Regions from separate parts of the Podarcis muralis genome. Here region 1 is linked to region 2. Evidence: chromatin contacts called from public Hi-C data. All regions are on one chromosome and are shown on one strand. The core of a region is the stretch at or near the end of the contact, and the rest is flanking DNA. Distances in the headings are between cores, read along the strand shown.

Evidence for each region. Hi-C and Micro-C count contacts between places; a contact is called where the count stands out from the background.
Region 1: a Hi-C map of tail shows a contact between it and region 2, with 2.8 times the contacts expected there. The contact joins the promoter of PARVA here to the promoter of LOC144325949 in region 2. A contact is called at or near these places in 2 of 3 Hi-C or Micro-C datasets (blood and tail).

The regions. Positions count from the first base shown.
Region 1 is chr1:66,989,048-66,992,253 of rPodMur119.hap1.1, reverse strand. It overlaps PARVA (parvin alpha), which reads left to right and starts at 1,509. Exons shown (of 13, transcript XM_028731048.2): 1 at 1,509-1,848. The coding sequence starts at 1,713.
Region 2 is chr1:66,695,241-66,698,236 of rPodMur119.hap1.1, reverse strand. LOC144325949 (alpha-1,3-mannosyl-glycoprotein 4-beta-N-acetylglucosaminyltransferase C-like) reads left to right here and starts at 1,609. Exons shown (of 4, transcript XM_077922822.1): 1 at 1,609-1,834; 2 at 2,450-2,682. The coding sequence starts at 2,518.

The DNA of each region.
Region 1 (3,206 bases), core at 260-2,759, 290 kb before region 2:
CAATTTGAGTAATTATGAGGTGAATATTTTAATGAGAACCATGAGGTTGGAAGTAAAAGGAATTTTGTCTCACCCAGTGTGCCTATTTAGCCATTCTGATGTTCAGATACGATGAATAATTATGTTTTAAACACACTGTCCATGTCCCTGTCCTGTAAATGGACCTTCTATATCCATCAGGGATCTGTTGTTCTACTTTGTACTATTATTGAGGCATGAAGCACTACAATCTGAAATGTAATTTTTGTTTACTGTAAAACAAAATGTATGAAACTTTTTTTTGAAGAATTACAGCTAATTAGTTCTTCAAGTCCCATTAAAAGTTTTCTATATATGCTCCTGTCAAGAATCACATGCACACTTTCTGGGATTTTTTAAAGTGAGCACACACAGGTACAGAAATACCTGTACCTGTGCCCAAAACATAGACAGTGGAGGACAGGGAATACAATTTCCAGATACATTCCATCATCTTCTGCCCATTGGTGTGGACACCAGTGGAATAGCAATGATTAGCCATTGGGGCGGGAGGAATGGGTATGCCAAATGCAAACACAGAAAATGTGATCTGTTTGACTTTTAGGCGATATAAGGCCCAGTCTGGAAGCACCCATCTGCAGGGACAACTGCAGAAAAGCAGCTCAAGCAAAGGAAAGGAGAACAAGGATTTTGCTCTGCACATTAAAATCACATAAATATCATGACTGAAAGCTGAGGAAATACTGTGGTAGAAGGGATCCTGGCTCTGATGAGGTTGAAGGACTTTTGCATTAGAATCCCTTTATTTCTATATATTTACACTACAAGCCTCTCTTCCTATGCCTGTTTACTTGAAGGTCCAGGCCAAAACCATCCCTTTCATACCCTCCAACATTTATCCAATGAAAATAGGGAGTCCCATTCCATAATGAAAATATTACTATTTAGACCCCACACATCTTATTAGGGCATATATAAAAACATAATAAAACATTTCAAAAAACATTCCCTATACAGGATTACCTTCAGATGTCTCAGGGGTCGGATAACTCCACACCCTCCAACATTTCTCCAATGAAAATAGGGACATCCTAAGGAGAAGTGGAGCATTTCGGGATCAGATCATAAACCAAGACGGCGTCTCTAAATCAGGGACGTCCCTGGAATATAGGGACACTTGGAAGGTCTGCCCTAGGAAATATTGGGGCTGCAATCCTGGAATGCAAGACCCTTCCATTAACGGAGAAGCCCTATTATAAGAACGCGAGAGGAGGCGGGGGGGGGGGCTGTTTCCCAGTGTAACCCTGCTTAGGATGCCAAAGGCGCACGGCTGCTATTTCCACGTTTTGCGTGCGAGACTAATGGAAGGAGCAACTTGTGTCCCAGAGAGGTTATTATTACAGTATTGCAGGGCCTGAGGTGGGGCGGCGTTGGCCTGGTGAGTCCTAGCTGCCGAGTCGCTGCTCTGAGCCCATGTGGGTAGGAGCGAGCGAGCGAGGCAGAGAAAACCCTTCTCTGGGTGCGCGCGGGAGGGAGAGAGGCAGAGAGGGAGGGAAGAAGGAAGGGAGGAGGGAGAAAGAGAGAGCAAGAACAGCCTCAAATGTTTGGAATAATTCCGCTTCCGTTGGGAATAGGGACCAGCCGCTTGTGAGCGACTCCAGCGGGGACTCTCCTCCTCCTCCTCGGCGAGGCTCCGGCGCGCTTTCCCTGGGACCCCCAGCAGCACCTCCGCCATGGCCACCTCCCCTCAGAAGTCGCCCTCGTCCCCCAAGTCGCCCACTCCCAAGTCGCCCCCATCCCGGAAGAAAGACGACTCCTTTTTGGGCAAGCTCGGAGGCACTTTGGCCAGGAGGAAAAAAGCGAAAGAAGGTAAGGGGGGGGGGGCAGAGAGAGAAGTGTGTGCGCTGGTGTGCCAAAGGTTTCCCACTTTTTCTGCGCGGCGCCTTTAATGAGGCAGAGGGAGGGGCATGGAGGAGAGAGGGAGGCGAGACGGGGGGGGGGAGAGAGAGAGGAAAAAGTCAAAGGCTCCCCGCGCTTGCCCTCAGCCAGAAGCGCCCGAGCCGGGCTAGGGAGGGACGGGGGTGGCCGGGCTGGGTGTGCCGCCTCGGGGAAAGCGTCATGCTTGAAAAATGTAGCCTGGAGCAGCCGCTGCCGGGCTGGGCTCCTTCAGCTGTTTATCTAGCCTTGTTTCTGTCAGGAAGTTGTCCTCCCACAGTTGAGAAATCTCCCCCCGCCCTCCCCAGCCAGTTTTCGGCCTCTCCGCCTCCTTCGACGGGCTCCTAGCTGGGGCTTCGCAGACCCCGCAGGGTCAGCAGCGCGGGCTGGCGAGGTTCCCAGTCAGAGCCTTGTTTTCGCACGCCTTGGAGCTCTGAGGCCTTATTGTAAGCGCTCTGTGCGCTGCGCTGCCTGCTGGGAAGGAGTTTCTTCCCAGAGTGGGAATTCAAGGCTTTAAGTATCTTTACAAGTTGCCTAAAGTGAAGAGGGGAGGGAGGCGCTCCTGGCAACAGCGGGGCACACACCGGCTCTCGCTGGGAGCGCAGGGAGGCTGCTAGAGCTGGAGGAAGTGTAGTGTGAATTAGGCACACTTTCTGGTACACACATGCAGTGCTTTGTTGTCAAGCTCTGAGATACAAGTTGTTCTCTGGACAGGTGCTCACACCTGAAGGAGGCACATCTTAAGCTCGTTCATTTATTTATAGGCAAGGTTCACCCAAGGGGAGCTGTAAGCCCTCTTAATACCCCCCCCCCAAAAAAAAACTACACACACAGGCTGCACACAACTCCATACAGTATGCAGGGCATGCTTCAATTTCAAGATCCACTGCCTTGGCTTCTACCTTGGGACCGGAGGCACAGTGTCCCTCCTGATGCAGTTTCTGATCTCCTATGGCTGTGAGATGCTATATTTTTGGTGCCTCCATCTACCACTTCCTGCTGCACAAGTTCCCCGTGTGAGCTCTGCAGTAGTGTTAATTGAATGCTGTCACATGGAAACCTGACCTGTGCATAATTAGGCACACCTGAGTCCCTTGAACTCAATGATATGGGCAGGAGAACATTTCCACCAGGAACACATTTTTTTGGGGGGGGGGTCCTTCTTGTTGTTGCTCCTATTATTTATTACATTTGTACACTCGCCTTCACCCATCGATCTCAGGGCACTTCACAGCATAAAAATACAAGATGAAACACAAAATACATAACAAAAACAAGAAAAGAAAGAAAAA
Region 2 (2,996 bases), core at 360-2,859:
GCAGTGAAGCCAAATTCCAGATTGTCGACTCAGCAGGGGTGTTGGGCTAGACCTGTGCATTCAGCATCTGAGTTTGGCTTATTAGCTGTCATCGGCTGGCAACTGCTTACAAGCTCTTTAGTTGGAACCTGAGGAATTGGAGATGTCCTCTTACACACACACACACACACACACACTTATTTTTCGGATACCAGAAGGGGCAACACAAAACATCCTTATTAGGCTTGATTTACTGACTTGGCATTTGGGTGAAGTGGAAAGGCCTCACTGGAGACTTGTTAGCACAAATGACCTTTGGCGCTGATGGACATACACAGATTAACTTTTTAAAAAAATGTTTAAAATGTTTCCAGGAACAGGTCTTATGTCCACAGTCTGCATGCTACAGGGATGGAGACTTGCTGTGGGAGAGTGCTGTGAGTGAAAAGGGCAGGTCTGTAGTCGTCCTTTTTAGAGGTCCTTTACCTGGCAACATACAACTGGTAAGGCTTAAGTGCTGTTTCCTCTTCACATATTGAGGATTACAAGTGTACGTGTGTCTGCAGGTGTACATGGAATGCACTATCGGGGCTGAAGTGACTATACTGTACACATACAAGGTAGCAGCAGCCAATCGTGATGAGCTAGGGGCCCTGTGGGTGAGTGGCTCTTATGTCCAAGAAACTGTCCATTTGCTTATCTACGAACAAACCTCGTTCCATGCCTGTAACCCCTTAGTTGAATCCCACCAACAGCTGAATACAAGCACTTTCACATACCTGTCAACTGCCCTGGAAAAACCAGGACATCTCTTTTTTCTGTGAGAGCATGGCGGCCATTTAGGGCATGTTGCTCTCATGTGATTTGGGGCCAAGATTTCACTCAGAAAAAAACACCACATTTTTTCTGGCTCTGCGATTTCACATGGCACCCCAGAATGCATGCTTTTGGGCACCGTGCCATCAAAAAGCATTTTTCCGGGTCCTTGATCTCACATGGGTCACACGATTCACATGGGATTTCGGACCCAGAAGATGGTCTCCCACGTTTGGGCTGCAGAGCGTTGGAAGGTAAGCTTTCAGCCTTCACTTTTATGTGCATATTGTGACAGGAATGAGGAACCTTTTTCAGACCAAGAGACACATTTGCTTCTGAGGCTGCCTGCCAGTGGTAGGTGGGACTAGAGGCAAAATTGAGCAGAGGAACAGATGAAACTCTTTTCATTGTACAGCAATTGGTGCTCTCTCTCTCTCTCTCTCTCCCACAAACACACACCTCCATCCAGGTAAGGAAGAGTCTTTGCCAGAGCTCAGAGACAGAGCCCTGCGGAGTCAGCTGTGGCCTGGGGAGACTCTGAAGGGCTGGTGTTTGTTCCCTGGACCTGCAGTTATTCACCCCTGTATGGGGGGAGGTCCATAGCTCAATAGAAGGCCCCGTGCTTTGCATGATACTGCAGAAATAGGAGTTCTAGAAGTGTGTGAGGGAAATAACGTTCCTGTTTAAAAAACAACTGGAATGGAGAAAATATTTGGACAACAGGTATCTCACACAGGTCATAGATAAATTCATATGAGCTACCTTATCATGTGGTATTGAAGTACACCAGCCCATCCAAAGGCAGTGGTGGGAGAGGATCGTAGGAGAAGGTTCTAGTTCTATTGATCAGCTCACAGGTTCTGTAGCAGTTGGAGGCTTCTGGGAAGAGAGAGAAGGAATTACAGTTGGGCCCCACCAGACCAGACCATGAAGGATGCCACTGATCCAAAGCTTCATAAGGAGGAGAACAATTGTTTTACACCCTCTCTGTCCCTGCACAGTCGTTGCTGCACAAGTACTTAGTGAGCTGAGTCACTCAGTAAGCCCTGTTGTGTTTCCTTAAAAGGACGAACACACTTTACTGTATACAAAACATTAAGGGGAATTGTAGTCAGGGTGGGGGGAAGAGGCGCTGGATACCAGCATGCGTGGGGATAGCTGGCTAGTAGAGACTACTTCAGTTCTTCTCTGGTCTTCATAAAACTCAAGCCAGAAAAGAGCTCAGAGGGTTTTAATGCTCATCTTATATTTAAAGTAAGCAGGGTGAGTCACCGAGGTTCATATTCCAAGGCAAGGGATTAAGGAACTCAGCAACATCTCTATGCAAACCTGTTGACAGGAGTTCTTTTTTCTCCTCTGTAACCAGTGTGGATATTCTTTCCAGCAATCTGCAGGAACCCCAATGCAATGTTCTTACATAAGGTCTAAATTTGGCCTAAAATCCTGAGCAGACTTGCGCTCCACACCAAGGGAGAAGCTGATTTTGCAATGTTTCTAAATGATTAGCTTTTTTGTGATCATAATATCACTGTATACCCGGATTTAACAAAAAGGAATTTTGTATCATTTTGCTTCTAAAAGATTTGCTCAGCACGAACACCTTTAAAAAAAAAGTGCATCTATTAAAACAGCATAATTTTCATTTTCATTTCAGAACCTTTTCTTGCCGTAGCAAGAGTATTAAGACTGGCCGTTTCCATTTAAACAGGCCCTTGGTGGGAAATGGCAATGGTGCACAGGAGCCTGAAGAAGTCACTAGCCTGCTACTGGGGGAACTTTTCTAGGTTATGCTTTTTCTTAGGACTCGCCATTGTATTGTCTGCTATCATTTGGAAACAAAGCAAGGAGACATGCAAATGTCCCAAATGGGAAGAATCTGGATTAAAGGTAGGCAACAAAGAGTTATCGGTAGGATTTCCCCATGAGGTTATATGCACTTCACACAACATTTATGCGATGATGCATCTCCAGAGGAAGTGAGGAAAAAGCTCTGAACAGCTTCGGCTGGATACTTATGGAAGCACCTTTCCCTGTACAGTGGTACCTCGGGTTACAGACGCTTCAGGTTACAGACGCTTCAGGTTACAGACTCTGCTAACCCAAAGATATTACCTTGGGTTAAGAACTTTGCTTCAGGATGAGAACAGAAATCACATGGCGGCAGCACGGCAGCAGCAGGGGGCCCCATTAGCTAAAGTGGT